Linked DNA regions of Zea mays: region 1 is linked to region 2. The links are chromatin contacts, called in public Hi-C maps. All regions are on one chromosome and are shown on one strand. Each heading gives the region's core, a stretch centred on a gene start, on an enhancer-like site or on the middle of the called end of the contact. The rest is flanking DNA. Distances are from core to core; before and after follow the strand shown. Region 1 holds the start of LOC103630478 (putative nuclease HARBI1). Region 2 has its middle 4.1 kb from the start of LOC100281430.

What was found. A called contact is a pair of places that touch in the nucleus more often than the background predicts.
Region 1: a contact with region 2 is called in a Hi-C map of ear, with 2.1 times the contacts expected there. The contact joins the promoter of LOC103630478 here to the enhancer-like site in region 2.

What each region holds. Positions count from the first base shown.
Region 1 is chr6:164,678,861-164,683,389 of Zm-B73-REFERENCE-NAM-5.0, reverse strand. It overlaps LOC103630478 (putative nuclease HARBI1), which reads left to right and starts at 2,456. Exons shown (of 3, transcript XM_008651526.2): 1 at 2,456-2,734; 2 at 2,842-3,329; 3 at 3,405-4,112. The coding sequence starts at 2,647. The coding sequence ends at 4,106. It overlaps LOC103630481 (TOM1-like protein 6), which reads right to left and starts at 2,322. Exons shown (of 4, transcript XM_020539590.3): 1 at 2,018-2,322; 2 at 975-1,053; 3 at 755-853. The coding sequence starts at 2,157.
Region 2 is chr6:164,461,076-164,465,418 of Zm-B73-REFERENCE-NAM-5.0, reverse strand. No RefSeq gene overlaps it. Among protein-coding and RNA genes, the nearest start is that of LOC100281430, 4.1 kb to the right of the region's middle. Within about 2 kb of position 2,273, at least 19 of the 20 cell types and tissues checked have an H3K27ac peak or open chromatin away from gene starts, as enhancers often do. A contact at or near this core is called in ear, where this site is marked.

The DNA of each region.
Region 1 (4,529 bases), core at 1,207-3,706, 220 kb before region 2:
TTCTACATTCTTAAGAGAAATGAAAATGTAAACGAATAATAAGCACAAGGCTAAGACAGATCCACAAAGCACAAGAGGCTTAACATCAAATATTATGATCTGTAGAAACACAAACTGCAACCTCAAGTACTTCACACACTAACAGCCAGAACTCAGAAGGTTACTTGGAAGAAGAATAATGGTTTTGCCTAAAACACAAATTAACATGAATAAGTTGGTGGTGAAAAGTAAATACCCATACTGAACCCATAAAAAATCAAGGAAAAGATGACTTGAAATGGCCAGATAATTCTCGTGTTGTAAAGACTGATCAACCAAACTACAAAAGGATATTAGCAGCTCTTCCGTTCATTATTCTATTATTAGCAAACACATAAGCAGGCAATGGTTAACATTTGAAGGCAAGTTGAAAACTAATGATTATTTGGAGTACAAGATAAAATCCAAGCATGTGGTTCCAAGCTGAAATGAAATTTGCAGAACTATTAAAACAATAAACAGGATGGTACAAACCACCCCAAAACAAACTGACCTGACCAAACATAGTTAAAGCTTGCTACACAATGATTTTTTTTTCAATGGTTATACCTCATGGAGTTCAAAATATATATGAAAAACATTTATGCATAACACTGGAAATAGTTTAGCTAATTTTGGTGAAACTTTAAAACTGACAGATCCTTCAACATCCAACTATTCTTGTTTCTCTTAGCAACATAATAACAGTGATAATAGGAGAGGATGATGAAAATACCCTCTTCTGGACAATTTTAACAATCTCTTGTAAAATATGCTGATCAACAACTTCAAAATGAACATATTCACCACAGTTCTTCATCATTGTCTCCAATAACTGCAGAAATTCAACAGGAGGTATGAACAGTTAAAAATATTTCATGTGCATAAAATACTTGTAATCCCACACCAAATATTACAGAAACATCATTGATCATGAGATTGATTATAGTCCGCACCGTCAAAGTAAAGAATTTAACTTTTGGATCCTTATGCTGCAATCGCTTCTTCACAGCTTTTACTATATCCTTCGTTTGCCTGATTCAGAGTCATAATACATAAGTTCCGAGCCAGGAAAATCAGAAATGCAATTATTTAAGATATTCTGCTTATGTCTCCTGATGGTGATGTCTAAACAGAATAGTCTAGCTTACAGTTCGGATTTTGTAGGCTTCTATTTAAAACCTATAATAAAAGATAAATCATGAAAAAATGCAAATCCCACAGAATATATGATTGTAAATAAATGACTCGTTATAAAATGGAAAGTGACCAATACCCATACCCCCAAGTCCCTCTATGAATTCCAAAATGCACCTGTTACCCTGAAAAACAACTATAGCGAGATTCGGGTTGTTGCCATTACAGAGAATGGCAAAACTACCTCTAGGCTTCATCTTTCCCATTTGCTGTGAAAGAAAGCAAGCACTTGAACTTGCCACTAAAACAGTATTGCATCACGACGAGACCCCATGTAGCTAAGCTGCTCCACAGTTTGAGGTAAGTTCCGTAGATAAGTATCAGCGGACGCAGACAGGACTCCACCTGAGCTGAAGCTCCAGCTTAAGATTTTTCAACATCTATACTACTTGCCACCCTATGGTAAAAGTTGGCATGCAAAGTCCTCTGCTTGGTGCATAATGCCCCCTCCGAACAACATAGAGCAACAGAAAAGAAAGCAGCCGAGAGCCACAGGCCGGTTACTTCCCAGAAATCACGTTAACTACTAGTCTGTAGCCAGCAACAACCCTCAAATCGGCCCCAGAAGCGATCAGGTCAACGGCCCCAAACCAATACCCCAACCAGAGGAGTTCCCATGAGCAGTGCGAGCCGCGACGCGAGGCAACGGAATTTGCAAAGCCGCGCCGCCGTTACAGCCCGTGCAGGAAGAACCCCAAACATGTTTCGAAATCCCACCACACACACACACACACAAATATAGCAAGCGAGAGAGAGAGAGAGAGAGAGAGAGAGAGAGAGAGAGGGCAACGATCGCTCGTACCAGCGGTCGGCGTTGAGGGTGTCGCAGATTTCGAGGTTGACGGCCCAGTCGGGGCCCTGCAGCAGGTGGCTCGTGGCCTTGTCCACCCGCGACGCCGCCGGCAGCCGCGCCGGCGGCGTGCCCGTCACCACCGGGTACATCGCCCGTCCTCCTCGGCCGCCTCTCGCCGCGGAGCAGGCGAGGCCGGACGCGCTCACGATTCCGGCGCTTTGCGGTGGGGCTCGGGAGCCGTGCGCGGTACGGCGCTCTAGAAACTCGTCGTCTCAATGCGCACGCGATGTGGAACGGAGAACGGGGGGAGAGAGAGAGACTGAGAGAGAGTACAGGATAGGGGCTCCTTTGGAACACAGGATTTCAGAACCACGGGAATAGGAAAAACTCAGGAAATAGAATGGATGTATTTTCTAATCCTATAGGATTCAAAACCAGAGGAAGATGATAGAAGGCTTATTTGGCTACAGCGTAGGAAAAAGTAAAGGAAGTAAGAAGTTTGAAATATCATTTTTTTTAAGTTTGAAACTAGCCGTTGTTGCTGCGTGCTCACGAGGCTCCCTAGCCGTTGCGTTACTGCATACAGGTGTATATATATATATATATGCGCTCATCAGCTTGCTGCCTCTCACTCTCTCATGCCAACAACTTCATTTCCACAACAGCAAGCAAATCCTTCTACAGGCTACTTGATTGTCTATATATCTTGCATTCGGTTGCACAAAGGTTGGTTCGTTACTGTCTTATGTGACTACGCTAATGTATTTCTAATCAAAATTTTATATTTCCACCTTTGTATTAATTATCCATTTTGGGATTTCCTTTATCTTCAGTACCCATGAATCCAACGAACTATCGTAGATCACAAAGTGAGGATGAGTTTGTCTTTTTTGTTCTTCCTACCTTACAAGTAGAATCATCACACTCATCTGAGAAGAGGCCTATGCATACATCAGAAATGACAGGGGCTCGACGAGTTACAGAGATATTAACAGGACATGAGAGTTTATGCAAAAGACATTTCCGAATGGAGGTTGGAATTTTTCAAGCCTTGGTCAATAAATTGCGTGAAAAAAATCTCCTTGCTGATACAAGAGCAATTGCAGTGGAAGAGCAAGTTGCTATTTTCTTATATGCAATGGCAAAAAATGCAAGTAATGAAACCTTACAAGAATTTTTTCAACATAGTGGAGAAACAATTAGTCGACACTTTGCAGCGGTTCTTGATGCAATCACACAGCTCACATGTGTCTACATATGTCCACCTTCCTTGCAACCCCATCCAATCTTAAGCAGACCCCAATTTTACCCCTTTTTCCAGGTATGAGTACAAAATACATAACATATTATTGATAATTTATTCTATGATAATTAAATATATTTTTCGTTTTTGTAGGACTGTATTGGTGCTATAGATGGTACACATGTTCCAATGACCATTCCATTACAACAACAAGAGCCATACAGGAATAGGAAGCAGACCATCTCACAAAATGTTATGGTCGCTTGTGACTTTGATCTGAAATTTGTACATGTGCATGCTGGCTGGGAGGGATCAGCATCAGATGCAAGGGTTCTACAAGATGCACTTACCCATGGATTTCATATACCTCATGGTAAATTTTATCTCGTAGATGCTGGTTATGCAAATACACCACAATTTCTTGCACCATATCGTGGCACTAGGTACCATATACAAGAACAGGGGAGAGCTCGTCAAAGGCCACGAGATTACAAGGAACTATTCAACCTTCGCCATGCACAACTACGCAATCATATTGAGAGAACTATTGGTATTCTGAAAATGAGATTTCCTATTTTAAGAACTGCGTCTCGCTACCCAGTTCAAAAGCAAATTGACATATCTGTTGCCTGTTGTGTTCTACATAATTTCATACGTCTACATAATGGTGACATGTCATGGTCAAACAATGATATCATGGAGATTGATCCACGCCAAATCGTTGATGTGCCAAGTGGAGATAACAATTATCATAGTGACATACAAGCATTTAATTACTCTAGAGATGCTGGAAATCAAATGCGAGATCATATAGCAGAACAGATGTGGGCACAATATTCAGCGCGAAGAGCTTAACATAATGTAAACTACACAATCATTATATGATAATATATTTCCATATCGATTTATCTTCTTAGACATGATTGGAGTCCAGAACTTGAGATAAGGTTACCTCCTTACCAAAATACATAACAAACACATACTACCCAGGTCAGCTTAGTAAAAAGCATGTTCTACTTACCAAAAGATTAGAACCTCTGCTTGCCAAAAGATTAGAGGCTCTAAATTATACCAAAAGATTAGATGCCTTACTTGCTTTCTATTTCTAATTCTGGTGATCTGCTATCTTACCAATCTCCCTTGTAATCCAAGCTAATCTTAATGCGTCATTTTTAAATGATAAGAATACTTCCCTGTTATCCTTAGTCTTGAATATATCAGATGCCATCAATAGATCTCCCACTTGCAGACCATCCAAATCTTCAAGCACAGTAATAC
Region 2 (4,343 bases), core at 1,024-3,523:
TGATACTGATACAGTTGGCAAGTATGAAAAAAGATGGATGGAGCAACGATTTCTATCATATATATATTAGTGGTTTATACTTTTCAAAGTTCTCGAGGTCTTCGTAGAAGAAATAAAGAAGAAAAGTACTAGCAGTGTGTCTGGATAATTCTGAACCATATATATATACCAATCATTGTAAAGAGGATGCGATTCCCTATTTTGATTTTAAATTAAACCGAATTACACAAAGTTCGACCGAGTATATAAAAGAAGTAATCTCTAACAAACTGAATAGATACATCAAAAAAACATGTTTTCCCGATCGGTCGAATTTAAAAAGTTGTCATATAGACTTGATTAAACTCTACACGGCTCGGTTAGACTCAGCACTACCACAGGACGCACGGATCCAAAGCTCAACCATTGGTGTCATGCCTCTAATAACAACAACACCAACACCGACTTTTCTTTTTTTATTTGTAAAAAAAAAATAGCACCAGTGACTTTGAACAAAAGACCTATATATCGTTACTACTCATGGTATTTATTAATAAATCTATCGATCATCGTAATAATCTCTGCTTTCCTTCAGTCCATTTGCCATTGTATACGTCCAACACGCGCGCCTTTGGACGACCTATATATATAAGCACTGCCTAATGCCGACCCTATTTCTAGCTAGCTGTATAGACGAAAATACCCTTGTTCGACTTGTCGTCTCTACGTACTCCATCCCGGCCGGCCGGCCATCTCCGACGTACGACACCCCCAGAGCCACACATCTCTTAGAGAATAGAGACGCCATGCCCGGTGGCCACGCCGCCCAATGATGTCCAGGAGATGCACCGGTTTGCTGGACGGAGGTGGTGTAGTGGTAGTGTAGTAGGCAATTGGCCGGCCCCCCCAGAAGACATATATATATGAAGCATGTATACGTACTGTAGTTGAATGCATGTGACCGGTGGGCTACAGGAGGACGGAGCCAACTCAGATCTGCTGGTGTATAGTCTGATGGATCGATCACCGGCGGCCGGCCGCCGGAACCACGGCGACGCAGCAGATCTGCTAGTATAGCATATATAGCACTACTGTAGTTTATGCGCGCCCTCTCCTGCTCTCCATCGTGGAGCTCCATTTTTATGGCGACCGTGACGCGACGGGCGGCTCAGGACCACTCAAGGCTTCTCCGCTTCTGTGTGGTTATCTCTATGGATCGGTCGCGGTGATTCTGCAGCCGCCTGCACTGCCCCTTCGCAATCGTAGCGAGCGAGCGAGAGGGGTAGATGCATGCATGGACAAGCTACTTCTTCCCTTCATGACTACTGATCGTGTGCCTTCAAATCATGTTCGCCACTTCCCTTTCTCGGTGGCTGGCGGACGGAGGGATAGCTAGCTAGGTACGTGATCAGTTCGATCGACTCGCACGCAGCTGTCTCGCTGGTTTCTTCGGATGTAGGCAACCTAGAGAAGAAGAGTACGTACGTACAAGAAGATAAAGGCAAAGCACGCACGCGCGCGAGATGAGATGTGTCGTCGTCAGTCACTGCTGTGCTTGCAAAAGTCGTGCATGCATGATGCATCTGTTATCCTCCATCGCGGTGGTAGCTAGCTCCTAGCTAGCTAGGCTGTGCCCCCCGGCCGGCCTACCGTGTCTGTCTGTCTGTCATCCGGCCGGTGCTTAATTGTACGGGCACTACCTACCAGTCAGCAAGAACGTAACTAGCTGATCGTTGTCAATATATCGCGTTCTTCCTACTAGCTAGCTCCATGAACGACGTGCAGGCACACACGTACGTGTCGAACCGCCATGAACAGGACACTAGTGGCACGGCGCCGGCCGCCGGGGATATGATGCACGTACGTGTACCTGGAGGAGTAGACTGTAGCTAACAGTTGGCACACCGTCGACCGGAATACATGCATGTTGCATTGGCGGTAATGTCGACTCAGGCTACACTACTAGTACTAGCTAGGCGGCGCGGTCCACCCTAAGCTAAGCACTAAGCTTGTTGTTGTTGGGACCAGCAAATGGAAATCAGGTCCATAAATATTAAAATACCATGGTTTTGGTAGAGCTTGTATATTCTTAGGAGGGAGTGAATGCACATATGTTCCACTGCCACATACAGAAGACTGACTCTGACTGTTCCGAGGTCAGAACGAATCTGGGCCACACGGCAAAAGCGAAAAAGGATCGGAACGGCAGCACGGCGGGCCGGACGTACAGTGCCTCCATTTTCGCGCAAAAACAGGCCCATTACTGAGCGAAGGCGGTGGCCGGTGGTCCAGGCACCACACCAGCGAGCGACGCCCAATAATCAGGTCTTCGGCGCCATGCGCGGGCCGGGTGGCCGTCGCATACCAGTCGAGCTGTCGAGCCAGTCGGCGGTGCACGGTAACGGGGGAGTGGGTACCGTACTTGCCAGGACTGCTCCCTTCGGTGGGTCGTTTTGTCACGCACCGGCTCGAGCTCGACTCACCAGCCATCGCCAGCTTTTGGAAATTCGAACCCTTCTGCTTTGGAGTACATACAGGCGAAAGGTACGCTTCAACACTGCCGCGCGCTCGTTCGCGGAGCCGTTCAGATGATGGGGACCGGAGCGCCAGCTGGTGGGGAGAGAGGACGGTCCACGACGAAAGTTTATGGGTTGGTAGGTACGATGACGGTTTAAAAAAAAAGATTGATGATTAAGAAACAGTTACGAAATTAATTTGTTAAGAAAATAAAAGTTACGTGATTACTTCATTATCTGGATTTAAAAATAAGGGACATATTTAGTGCACATGGAAACTTAGTGCACATGGTGCCCATAGTAAATCATCACTATACAATTTAGATCTAACGTCTCTGGTGGTTGATCATTCCAGTTTACAAATAACACCTTCCACCACTACAACCCACTACGTCGGAGGGTGTCCTTAAAAAAATATACCAAACAAATATAAACGTTAGATCTAATATGAGTGGTGATGATTTATTATATGCACCATGTACACTAAACTTTCATGTGCATCAGATATGTCCTCTTTAAAAATGGTAATCGTGCAAGTGGAATTGGGTTTCTGCTGTAGAAAATACTATGTATTGAATTCGTTATCATGTGGCCTCGTGGAGTTGTGGGGGTTTAGCGGCACAGACCAATTAAACTACTATAGCATAATAGATTTATATAATACTATTGGCTACGCGAGAAGATATCTATGTGTTATACATTGTGGAGTAGAAATATGACCTACTATATAGATATATAAAATCAATTTAATTACATCGGAGAGCTAGACATTTATATCTAAACTTTGCAAGTTGGTAGGATGTCAAATTTCAAGCCAAATAGTCCACTCTATAGAGTAGATTTCAATTCCTCTAAAATAAAGGAATCCAAACTGCACCAATAAAAATTTGGCTTATGTCCTAAACATACCACACAAACATATCTCTCTCTCTCTCTCTAAAAAAAAACTTAAGTTGCCAAAGCCAAACAAGTCAAACGGAAGCCAAGACTGTTAAAGCGGAAGCCAAAACAAGTGATGGAAGCATCCGGGAAAACTATGAAACTAATTTGACCACTAGCGTGGAGGTTCTGCATTTTAGTTCGGAGGTTCCACGACCACGACCATAGATTTCAGCGGTCCGAACCAAAAGGAGAAAAACTAAAACTTGATCGAACAAACTTCGAGTAAGCTAAAATTTTGCACACGTCTTTTTTTAGAAAGTTTTAAAAATGTCCAGAGAATTAAAAAGCAAAAAAAAATATCAAAGCTTGGACGTCAGAAAAAAAAACTCTCAAACCGACGGTTTTGAGGTTCAAACCCATCTTAAGAAGCGTATTCGTTACCACTACTGCGAAGATGATTTTACGAGGCAGTGCCCAGGGGTTAGTGGAGGGTGGCACAATATGATGTTGCCTCCTTTAATCGCTGATAGGCCCCACAGCAATCAAAGTGCGATCATCTCTCTCTGATAAATCGCTTATATATTGCTCATCACATATATGAACACATCCTGACCATATATTGACAGCAGAGAGCACGACAACCTAATCCCTTGCTCAACGGCAAGCTTTCTCATGTGGGATGAACGAACAGAAATGCGCTGAAGCGTTCAGCACCAACAATCCATCATACCGTCATCTACTCATCTGACCGATGTGCTGCATTCTTTTTTTTTTTTTTGGTTTGAGAGGGGAGATTTTGAGGCGTTGTACACTGGTGTAAGTAACTCACCGACGTACCTAAGTCAACGACTGAAAGCTATGTCGTCACAGCAGCAGAAGATATAGTACAATGGAACCATGAAGACCGGTTCTCCTCTCGCACTTCCTTGTTATTCCTAAGCCTAGTTCGGTTTTATCGGTTTCAGA